2 separate regions of the Rattus norvegicus genome follow, and region 2 is linked to region 1. A link is a contact called in public Hi-C data. All regions are on one chromosome and are shown on one strand. Each heading gives the region's core, a stretch centred on a gene start, on an enhancer-like site or on the middle of the called end of the contact. The rest is flanking DNA. Distances are from core to core; before and after follow the strand shown.

Region 1 (5,870 bases), core at 2,817-5,316:
CAACTCCCTGTAACTCAGTTCTAGGGGATCCGACGCCCTCTTGTGGCCTCTATGAATACTGCACTCATGCGGTGCACAGACATGCAGACAAAAACGCCCACACACATAAAATAAAATTTAAAAAATCCCAAATAAAAGTTGCAAAAGACCAAAATTGTCATCTTTTGTGATTCTCTCCACTTCCCAACATGTAAATTCAGGTTGTCTGCTGGTTCCTGACTCTGAGTCTTCTGCGTTTGCCTCCTGTTAGAACCCGCCATTTTCTGGTAGGGAGACATTTATTCCAGGAGTTTTTATTCTCTCAAAGAATTCCCCAAAACCCTCCGCTCCAACAAGGAACGTGTAACTTAGCATCAGCCAATCAGAGGGGTCAAGGCACAATTCGCTGCAGTGATTGGCTTAGGGTGGCCATGTGGAATTAAGCTGGTCCAATTAAAGCTCATCTCAGGGTTGATTGCCAATACAGCAGGATGGGGCTAGGTTCCTGAGTCTGTTTCAAAGAATATATATTTATATTTGTATATTTATTTATTTCTCACCAACACTACTTGCTTTGAGCAAAGTCTACCTTTACAGTCCTTTTTGCTTGTTTTAAAAAAGTCTCAGTCTGGTAGACTTAGTAAGGCGCTTGCTGCACAAGTGTGAGACCCTGAGTTCGAGTCCCCAGAATCAATGTAAAAATGTTGCAAACGAGCAAGTCTGTTCTGCCGTGGGCAGAGGGGAGGTAAACGGACCAGTCTAGGGAGGCTCTTGGCCCAGAAAGCCTGGAGCGCGCAGCAGCGAACAGGAGACTCTTAAACAAGGCTGAAGGGAGAACTAAGGCTGTCCTCTGACCCCCACGCAGGTGCTGATGTGCACGCAAGTCGGCGGACAAGAGAGGGTCCACTGTCTCCCGGATTCCAACTCCTTCAGATCTCTGCAGTCTTGTCCTAGCTCTGAACTCTGCCTTTCAGTCTAAGGTCTGTGAGGGGCTTTCAACTAGGGGCGAAGGCCTGGTTGCTCCCTATCCCGGGGTTGTGGTAGCATGGGCCTTATACTTGCCTGCTGGCCTCGTTGTGGGGAGCCCTCCGCGCTGAGCTCTCCCTTTATCTCTGGACCACGTACTGCTGGCATCCAAGCTGGTTGGGTGGTGCTGGGGTCAAGGACCTCTGTGCTCGCTCAATCTTGGGTGAGAAGCCTGAACCTGCCAGGGTTCTGCAGTCGTCCCCCGCCCCCAGGCCACTCCCCAACTCCCAGGACACAGACGCTCTTTTCAGTGTCAAGTTCAGTGTCAAGGGTGCTCTGTTGGTCCCTCCCTGCTGGCTTCTGGAGAGATCCAGTTTTCCCCAAGAAACTAAGGAAAAATTTGCCCAACATCTGGCTAGCGTTTGGGTGAATAAAAACAATTCTTTAATGTTTCTTTTCTACTATTCAGCAGACAGGATAACAACTGAAGGCTGAGGTTTAAAAAGTTAAGGGGGTGTGTGTGCTTGGGGTCGAGTATGGCCGAGCAATAGAGCAATAGAATTCCCCAGTCGGGGGCGGGGGTTGGGGGTGAGGGTGGGGTGGGGGCTGGGCGGAAATGTGGCTTAGCAGGAGAGTGCATGGCCAGCATAGAAGGCCTTGGGGGTTCTTTTCCAACACCTCTACCACAGTACAATAAGAAATCTAGGGCTAGGAGGATGGCCGCATCCGTCCAGCAATTGTCTCACAATCTCAAGGACCTTTGGATCTCTAGTACCGGTGCGAAATGGGAGTTATGGTTGTGGGCCTGTGTGGATGGATCTGTGGCCAGCCAGTCCAGCAGTCAGTGAGCTCTGGTTCGGTGAAAGACTGTCTCAAAGGTAAGTAAGGTGGAGGCTGAGGCTGAGCGGCTCCTACAGAGGACCTGAGGTTGTGATCCAAGCGGGTGGGAATGATTCCCAACCACCTGTAACTCCAGCCCCAGGGGATCTGACACCTAAGCCTTCCGGCACCTGCTTGAGTGTGGACACACCCACCCATTCCTGCTCTTCCCAAGGTCTGTCAGTCAGCTCTGTCCTGGGGGTGAGGAAGAGGAAAACTCTGTTTCCTGTTGTTTCTACATGGAGATCAGTGGCCGGCAGCCCTGAAGATAATATTCTGAAGGCCTGGGAGAGGTCATTTTCATCTATGCAGAGAAACCATACCCTGCAGGGCATTACAACTTAAGGCAGCCACAGAGGTTGGGAATCATCATGCTCAGTCCTGGTGTGTGTCCCCATGGAGGCAGGTCTGGGTCCATCTCTGGCGCATTTGGCTCTGTGAGGCCACTACAGCTGGGGTTAAGTATTATTTCTCAGGGGTGAGTTCTGTTTCTTCTAGGATGCGCTTGCCCTGACTCTACCCCCTCACACCAGGGTGAGCCCGCTCTCTCTCTCTCTTGGGCCTCAGGTTACACAGTGTGCATTTTCTTAGTCTGGCCATTTTTGTTCTGAGACAGAGTCTCTTGTAGTCCAGGCTGGCCCTAACCTTGAACTTCTGATCTTCCTGTCTCCGCCTCCCAGGCACTGGCACGGCAGTCATTCCAAGTACTATGTTGTGCCAGCCACAGGCTGAAATGGTTTGACTTGATGATCTTGAGAACAGAGACCATGTAGATTCAGTTGCCAAAATATCGTTTCATTATTATTAGTGTGTGTGTATGGGGGGGGGGTGTTTTGTCTGCACGCACGTGTTTACAGTGTGTGCAGTACCCGTAGAGGCCACAAGAGGGCGTCAGATCACCTGGAACTGGAGTCACAGCCGGTTGTGAGCTGCTATGGCGGTGCTGGGTAGGCCCTCTACAGGAGTAGACTTTTTTTGTTGTTGTTTTTTTGTTTTTTTGTTTTTTGTTTTTTTGGTTCTTTTTTTCGGAGCTGGGGACCGAACCCAGGGCCTTGCGCTTGCTAGGCAAGCGCTCTACCACTGAGCTAAATCCCCAACCCCTCAAGACATCATTTTAAAGAAACCTTGGGTGAGGCTTAGAGGAAATGACCCCACCTCTCCTGCATTGCTAGAGACTGAGTGCGGAGCCTTACGCGAATACGCGATCGGGGTAGGTGTCCAACCACCTTAGACCTCCTGTTTTATTGTCAAGTAGCACCACTGTAAAGAATATGAAGTGCTTTACAGACAGGAAGAGCATTTCAAGGGTCAAGACTATGTATTTCTCGTCTAGAAGGAAGAGTGCACACCAGGCACAGCGCAGGTCTGCTGCCCGGTTCACACAGCACTCTCCTTTCAATGCTCTCCCCACTGTCCGAAGCTCTGTCGTTCTGCACTCATGTTCAGTTCCTAGAACCGGCGGCGTCAGGCAGCTCAGACTACCTGTAACTCCAGCTTCAGGGGACCTACTACCTCCGGCCTCTGAGGACACACACGCACACGCACACGCACACGTTTAGAAAATAAAACACCTCACCCAGATCTATAGATAGAACAGTACTAACGCTGGGAAAATTCTCCGTTCTCCCCTTTCCCGCCTGGGGACGCCTCCCTGACTGTTGTCTACTACCCAATGTGAAGTTTTCACTTTTTCCAGAACCTCTCAGAATAGCACAGTGTGTGCTCCACGGAGGCTTGAGGGATGTGTTGGGTGGGAGGTTTGGCACCGCACTGGCACTGTCTTAATTTGTGTGCATGTGTACATATACACTGTGAGGAAATGGGTGCTGAGGGACACGAGACGCGCAAGACGTCTTAGGAATTACAGGATGTATGTACATGCTTTGCACGTGTGCGTGTGTGTGTGCGCGTGTGCATGCCTGCGTGCGCGTGTAAAGAATGCGTTCACTAAGATGAACTGCTGGGCTGTGTTCACTGTAGATGAACTATAGTGCTGTAGGTGGCTCACAAGGACAGGCAGACGGGGCTCCTCGAGGACGCTGCTGTGAGCATTCCGACCTGACCCCTGGTGTTCGTAGGTCTGCGTTTTAGGACAGGCAGGAACTGGAGCTGGGATCCCCCACCATCTGTCTTGTTTATGCAGTGGAATCTGTTCTTATCAGTTCCCCTGCCTGCTCTGGTCCAGCTGCCCTCGTGTGTGTACTTACTGATGTCAGCATCTGGTCGATGGCCTGGGCATGGGTTAATCGTGGGTTCCTTTCTCCGATCTTTGAGGCCACAGCTAGGTGAGTATGTCCCTAGTCACGCTGTACCAGGGCTGGTGGCCCTGTGGCTGTCTTACGAGCCTTGTCCTGCTGTGATTGCCTCCCTGGCTGGATCTCACTGGACCTCCTCCTGTCCCCTGAAGCCATCACAGCTTCCTCCTGCCTCCTCCATGACTCTCTGCACGTGGCAGCAAGATGCTTCTGGAATGAGAACCAGTCGTCATCTTTTGAATGCTTTCCCACGCTTGGCCTGGACACCAGGTCCTCAATGGTGGTCCGCAGGGCTCTGATGCATCTGGCAGCCACCTGCTGCCTGTCATCGCTCCCCGGGCTCCCTCTTGGGTTCTGAAATACAACACTCTTCAGTTACCTCAGGGGGCGGAGTCCTTTGTGCATGCCCGCTCCCACTGGCCCTGCCTGGTGTCCTCAGCAGGGATGCTCGATGCACACACACACACACACACACACACACCTCAATCTTCCCACCACTCAGGAGGCTGTGGATTGTCTATGCTCAGTGTGGCTCTGCACCTGACTCCTTGCTGCTTCCTGAGGCCCGGGCACTGCACAGGTCTGCTGACTGGTTCACACGGCACACTCCTTTATACCCTCCCCGCACTGTCCTGTGTCATAAAGCTCTGTTATTCTGCACTCGCTCTCCACTCATGGCCACCTGATCCTGCAACCTTGCTGTTCAGAACTCTCTGAGGGACAGCGAGGCGGCTCAGTGGGTAAAGAAATTTGTCCAAAAGCCTGATGACCTGGAGTTTGATTCCTGAGGCTCACTCGGTGAAAGCTGATTCCTGCAAGTTGCCCCCTGACCACACTACACTCGCCATTGAATGTGCAGCCCCCCCCCCTCAGATACATAAATGTAAATTAAAAAAATTACGGCCGTGACTAGTCTCAAATTTGATGCATATATGTGTAAAGGTGCAAGGAGGTAAGTTCTAGAAGCAGGGCTGCCAGGGTCTTGGCCAAGGACGTGCTCAGTTTAATAGTTTAATGTCACCTCCCAAATGCTCCTTGGGGAAGGAGGCATTTTGTCACGAAGGCCTGAACTTGTTCAACGTCTCCCATCCCTGAGTGGCACAGGCTTGCCCAGTGGGATTTCGTGCATCAGAAGGTGTGGTATCCTCTCTCCTTTATTAGTTGTGAAATGTTTCTCATTTCGGAAGTTTTTTCTTTCCTGTTAAACATTTTGTTTTTAAATTTGATTGTTTTGTTTACAGATCCCCCTACTTCTCCCCACCCCACTCCCCACCCCCGAGCAAAGCTGTCCCTAGGGAGAAGATAATTGGGGCTACCCTAATAGGGTAAGGGGGGCAGACCAAGAACCAATCTATCCAAGTCTATCTTGGTGAACTGCCGGGTGCTGGGGCGAGGGACTTTTACAGGAATGTGAGTGACTCCTTCCAGAGCATGGGTGAGAGTTTCTTACAGGAACGTGGGTGACCCTACCTCCTTGCCCTCGAAGCGTCTGCATGGCTGCAGCCTCTCCTCGTGGGTTTTCTTTGCTTGCCCACTTTCAGGCTTTGGGCACTCCGGAGGATTTAGCCACCACATGAAGCAGAGTATCGTACCACAACCCACGATCCTCTGGGAAGAGAACCACAGTGAATGAAGTACTTACTGTCTATATGGTGAAGGCCTGTGGACACGTCTGTGGGGGCTGCCTTAACTATGTTAATTACATTCGCCGACGTGGGAAGACCCAGCCCGCTGCGGGGGCACAAACAAGCAAACAACCGTGCAGCATGCATGCGGTCATCTGCTCTGCCC
Region 2 (5,572 bases), core at 2,160-4,659, 80 kb before region 1:
TAGGCAAGCGGTCTACCACTGAGCTAAATCCCCTACCCCATGAGGGCCACTTCTAATCCCCAGTCTCCACCTCTTTCTTTAATCCGGTGGTCCCACAGGGGACATCCCAAGTCTGCTACCTTCCCGAGTGTGGCAAGCCAGTCGGGCCTTGGTGGGACTCAGATCTACCCTGTGAGCCATGATTCTAGCCCTGGGTCTAGTCTTCCTGCCCACTTCACAGAAGAGCAAAAGGAGGCTCTGCCAACCACCCAGAGGGAGTCACAGCCTCAGGTCCCCTGGGAAGCCCTGCCCTTCTGTTCGATGTCCTGTTCTCTCTCTCTCTCTCTCTCTCTCTCTCTCTCTCTCTCTCTCTCTCTCTCTCTCGTTCTTATTGAGGAGCCCAGTCTCTGATCTGGAGCTGAGGTGGGGGGAGGTGACAGGAAAGGAATCCCTTGGCTAATCTAATGGTCACTCAGTTCTTTTGTCTCTCAGGAGGGACAGCCCCCCACCTCCACGGCCATCACTGAAGGTCTCGCCTAGCGAACTCACAGCCGGTACCCCTGAGCTGGACACACTGCTTACTGTCCACCTTCAAGTCTGCAAAGCCTTGCTTCAGGTGTCTGGGTGGGGCCTGGCCAGGGTGGGGGCTGGGTCCAAAGGCAGCGAAACGCCTCAGTCAGGTGACAGGAACCTACCCTGAGAGTCATGGGGGCTCTGTGACAGGAGCCGAACCCTGAAACCAAGTGGGTGGTTCTGATGTACAGCATCGATCCAGATTGGCCCGATCTCAGGAAGTATCGAGGTGGGCCTCAGGCCGTGCTGCTCCCGGGGGTGTGAAGGCCCTGAGATCAGATGCCAGCCATCTTTCCACTGCTTTGTGATGTCTGGCTCGACTTGGGTGGGTTGACCCTGGCAGCTCAGCTTAGTGAAGAGAAGGAGTTTCGGTCATGGTCTAGAAGCTTCCTCCAGGACAGGACAGCTATGAGTGGTTGTGGGCAGAGATGTACTTGTAGGGTGACCTGAGTTTCTCGCTGATTCTAGAAACTGGCCTCCCCTAATTTGTCAAGGATGGTGCAGGATTGCCTCCTGGAGGAAGCGGTGCAGCAAAGACAGGTTCTGGAAGTGCTTTCAGACCTTGACCTTGAGCAGGTCAGCAAGGCCAAGTCGGTTGAAGAGAGTAAGTATCCACCGGGCACACGCCCAAGGCCTTGCCTCCCTCCCTCTCCCACTGATGGGCAGATTACATGGGCTTGCACATTTGTATACTGGCAAAGCCACTGCTGGTTCACTGAAGCCAGTCCCACCCACACGCTGGTGCCCCCTCTGAGCAATGGCTGTCACCTCGGTTCTGAGGACCTGTCTGGGGAGTCCAGTCTCCTAGTCAGGATGGCAGTGAGTGACTGATCTTGTGAGCAGGCACTAGGAAGATGCTTGGAGCCAAGACCATTCCTTGGGGTGACACGGGCCTGAGAGGAGGTCCCTGTATTGGGTCTCCTGGCCTCACTTCCAACCTTGGGTCCTCGTGGAGGGGTTTCTGGTGCTCCTGATTGCTCCTGCCCAGGCTGCTGAGCAGCTGCTGGCTCTCAGTCATCCCACAGGCATCTCAAAGGAAGGGTGGCCTGGCACTGTGGCAGGGATGCACACAGCCTGGTGGAGTCCTGGCCTGCCCTGCCTCCACACTCCTGAGCCAGCTCAAGAAGACATTCCTACATCGCGTCCGAGGAAAGTACCCGGGCCAGCTGGAAATAGGTAGTGCCCTCCTTGCCCGATCCCAGGGGGTAGAGGGGGGAACGGCAGTGCTGCAGCTGGGGTCCTATCTCTGTGCATCTTCGCTGCCTTGCCCCTGGGAAAGCAGGCTGTGAATCCCTGTGCCTTCCACCAAGCCTTCGAGGGTTCTTAGAGGGAGGGGGGCAAGCATGTGCCATCTAGGAGTCCTGATATCAGGCTGGACACTTCCTGAAGGCAGCTGTAGCACTTCCTGTGGGGTGAGCAAGCAGCGTCTGAAGTCTGGAAGCTCATCCCACTCTCTGGACTGCTGGTTACCATGTGTGTTTCCAAGGCTCCGGCCCTGGGGTTCAGAGCCCACTGTGGTGGTTGGTGGCTAGCTGGCATGCCCCTTTTCCTTGTCAAATAAAGAACGAAAAGATAGGAAAGGGGTTAGAGTTGAGTCAAATTGAACCTTATTGGCAAGTGCTACCAACTTCTGGGCTAGGGAAGGTTCTAGAACCAGGAGTCTGCCTGCTCTAAGGGGGCTCCCCTGGGCTCCCCTTTCCCTGAGTCCCTTTCATCGGACACAGACCTATTTATTGAGAGGCCTCGGCTCCGCTCACGGCCCTTCTCTGTCAGTGTGTCGCAGGCTCCTGGAGCAGGTGCTGGGCTGTGGCGGGCTATTTGTCACAGCAGGGCTCCAGGACGAGCAGGTGGTCACCTGGTTCCAGTTCCACAGCTACCTGCAGCGGCAGAACATCTCTGACTTGGAGAAACACCTCACTCAGCTCACCAAGGAAGGTAGGGCCTGGTGGCGTGGCAATCTGGAAGCGAGTTACAGCATACCCTGTCCCACTCTGGTTTGGGCCACAACTCGGGAGCCCCTGTAACTCTCCCTCTGTCAAAACTGAGATCAGATCGAGTGACAACACAGCCTGCTATGGTGGAAATTAAGAGAGGGAGGTGAACGGTCCAGAACAGCTCCAGAGAGAGGAGGCAGCCTAGACGCCTGGGCTTATTCTGGTTTCTTTTTGAATCAGGGTCTCACTATGTAGCACAGACCAACCTCAATCTCACCATCCTCATGCCTCAGCCTCCCAAGTGCTAGGATTACAGGTGTATACCATTGTGCCAAGGCCAGCCTGTGGTTCTGCTCATTTGTAAGGCGTGTCTGACCCACTTTTGGAAATGTTTGTCGGGACGTGGTGATGCCCGCCTTGGAGTTCCCTATGTGACTGAAGTGGCTAAGCCTCAACCAACAGCACCTGCCTCTTCCTGTCTTCCAGTTACTCTCATTGAGGAACTGAACTGTGCGGGCCCAGCCAAGGCCCTGAGGAAGCTGCACGGGAAGCGTCTAAGCCAGCTGCAGCCATTGCCCCAGACGCTTCAAGCCTGGGCCCGGCTGCAGCTGGACGGACCCCCGAGGCTGTGCAGGGCTGCCAGAATGCGACTGGCCAGCGCGGCCAGGAACAAGCGCTTCCGGGAAAAGGTGATCAATCTTGGGGTAATCCACCTGACAATACAGCTGGGCAGATTGACAGGTCTCACCCCAAGCTTTGCTTGGAGAAGGGCTGAGTCTGGGTCACTGGGGCGTATGCAGAGTGCTCTACCCAGCTGGGGACCTATGCCTGCCCTGCCCACTCTGTCATGCCAGCTCTGTCCAATCCTGGTCTTCTTCCTCAGGCCCTGCTATACTACACCAATGCCTTAAATGACAGTGACTCCAAGCTCCAGCAGGCGGCGTGCATGGCTCTGCAGCAGCTCGGGGTGAGTTCCTTGTCCTCAGGAGTGACAGGAGGCCATCAGTGGTGAGGGCCAAAACAGCAGCAACAGCTTGAAATGTTTTCACTGGGACAAGGGATGGGATGGTGGGGCGGTAAAGGGTTTCACCAGCAGCAAGAGGACTTCAAGTAACGTCCAGCTCTCAGACTCCAACAGCAGAGGTCCCCACACCAAAGGACTTCCTCTCCAGTTGAACAGGAATGCAGACAGCACCTGTTCGCTCTGGTTTTGTCCATTGTGTGTGGAGGTGTGTGTGTGTGTGTGTGTGTGCGCGCGCGCATGCACATGTCTAATCTCTTCAGGGTCACACACGCACACACAAAAGTAGTTTTCGTGCACTGAAAACAAATCCAGGTGTATTGGCACATACCTGTGATCCAGGCCAGCTTAGGCCAAATGGTGAGACCCTATCTCAAAACAAAACAAAACAAAAACAAACAAAAAACCCTATTCACTATGTGAATAGGTTTGTTAAAAGCCATCCTGGGGGGCTGGAGAGAGCACTGACTGCTCTTCCAGAGGTCCTGAGTTCAAATCCCAGCAACCACATGGTGGCTCACAGCCATCTGTAATGAGATCTGATGCCTTCCTCTGGTGTGTCTGAAGACAGCTACAGTGTGCTTATATATATTAATAAATAAAATAAATCTGGGCTCCAGCTTAACTTCTGGGACTGGAGACATGTGGGCTTCAAGGCCTGTGAGCCCTGCCTTCCCCATTTTCTCCCTGCACTCCCATGCTGGGAATCTGCCTCTGCCTTTGTATAAACTTGTTACCTACTTCTATGTGGGAGCTAGCTCAGTGTAGAGGGAACCCAGTGACTTCACTTGCTCAGTGATGTCCCAAAAGGTCCTCAGAGGCTGGTGAGACTCAGGTGCTAGGTGAAGGAGTCAGAAGTCTTGTGGGAGCCCTGAGTGTGGCAATCAGGCTCTGGTTCTCCAAGAAGAGGAGAGTTCCAGTTAGCAAGTCCCAGACGGCAGCTGGGTTGTTAGATGGTGTTCACAGAGCTGCTGCTGGTGGCCTTGCTTGCAGGCCTGCACTGGGGTGGGAAGAGACTTCCTAAAGTGCTGAAGGGCCTTGAGGACATGCTGGGTTTGGCACTGCAGGGACAACAGTGAGGTAGGTCTGTCTGCTGCTTAAGCCCTCCCTTTTTCTCCTGACCTTACAGGGCGTTGAAAGCATTGAACAGATTGTCAGTCTATGTCAGTCTGACCTGGAGGCCGTGCGAGCCGCAGCACGGGAAGCAACACTGTCGTTTGGTAAAGTGTAGCCCAGTGGGTCCCCAAGGTTCTAGTGGAGAGGGTTGAGGCCACCTCAGCTGTCAGTACCAGGCTGCTAGGGACCCTGCTGCAGGCCATCCTATGCTGAGCAGCCCCTGGCCAGGGCAGGCTACCTTCACAGCAGGCTGGTCGCCAGGATGTAACTCTTTTGCATTTTATGGCTCTTGGCAAATGGAGGGCAGGGCAAAGTCAGGCTAGAGCCCAGGTCTCCATCATTGGAGACTGTTCCTGCTCAGTCATCAGCAGGAGCAAGGGACCCCCCCAAGCACTACTGCCCTACTCCTCTAGAGACACCAAGATGGTGACAAGCCAGTGACAAACACCTCTGCATTCCAGGTGAGAAAGGCCGCCTAGCTTTTGAGAAGATGGACAAACTACACGCAGAACAAGAAGCCTTCTGTCAGGAAGCGGATGTTGAGATCACAATTTTTTAAGAAGCCGTGCTCGATGAGCTCAAATCTGGCCTCTTTCTTCCTTTCATGCTGCCTGGCCTCCACAGTGCCCAGGATTTGGATGGAGCATCCAAGCCACTCCCTCCCAAGTGTGAGCTGGTCAGGACAGTTACCTGAGACTGGGTCCTCAGCGCAGGGATAACAGTCATGTACTCACAGAGCAGGCACAAGTGGTATGTGGGACCTCTAAGGCTGTGGCCTCCGCCAAATGCTGTTTTTGCCATCCTGGGGTACAGTGCCAGGCACTGTCTTGAGGATCGAGGATCCAGGGCAAGGTGACAGACATGCATGGGGTATGAGCTCCCTGCATACCCTCAGCTGGGACAGAACTGGTCTGACAAACAGGGCTGTGGCAGCTTCCCAGTAGGCAGG

The links. Hi-C and Micro-C count contacts between places; a contact is called where the count stands out from the background.
Region 2: a contact with region 1 is called in a Hi-C map of liver, with 7 times the contacts expected there. The contact joins two enhancer-like sites. A contact is called at or near these places in 6 of 12 Hi-C or Micro-C datasets (the A7r5 cell line, Schwann cells, hepatocytes and 2 more).

Annotation. Positions count from the first base shown.
Region 1 is chr3:177,027,462-177,033,331 of GRCr8, reverse strand. No RefSeq gene overlaps it. Among named protein-coding and RNA genes, the nearest start is that of Ptpn1, 27 kb to the left of the region's middle. Within about 2 kb of position 4,066, at least 8 of the 93 cell types and tissues checked have an H3K27ac peak or open chromatin away from gene starts, as enhancers often do. A contact at or near this core is called in liver, where this site is marked.
Region 2 is chr3:177,107,503-177,113,074 of GRCr8, reverse strand. It overlaps Ripor3 (RIPOR family member 3), which reads left to right. Exons shown (of 22, transcript XM_006235650.5): 15 at 472-595; 16 at 1,021-1,156; 17 at 1,567-1,728; 18 at 2,326-2,487; 19 at 2,973-3,175; 20 at 3,370-3,453; 21 at 4,637-4,727; 22 at 5,085-5,572. The coding sequence ends at 5,182. Among named protein-coding and RNA genes, the nearest start is that of Ptpn1, 53 kb to the right of the region's middle. Within about 2 kb of position 3,409, at least 4 of the 93 cell types and tissues checked have an H3K27ac peak or open chromatin away from gene starts, as enhancers often do. A contact at or near this core is called in liver, where this site is marked.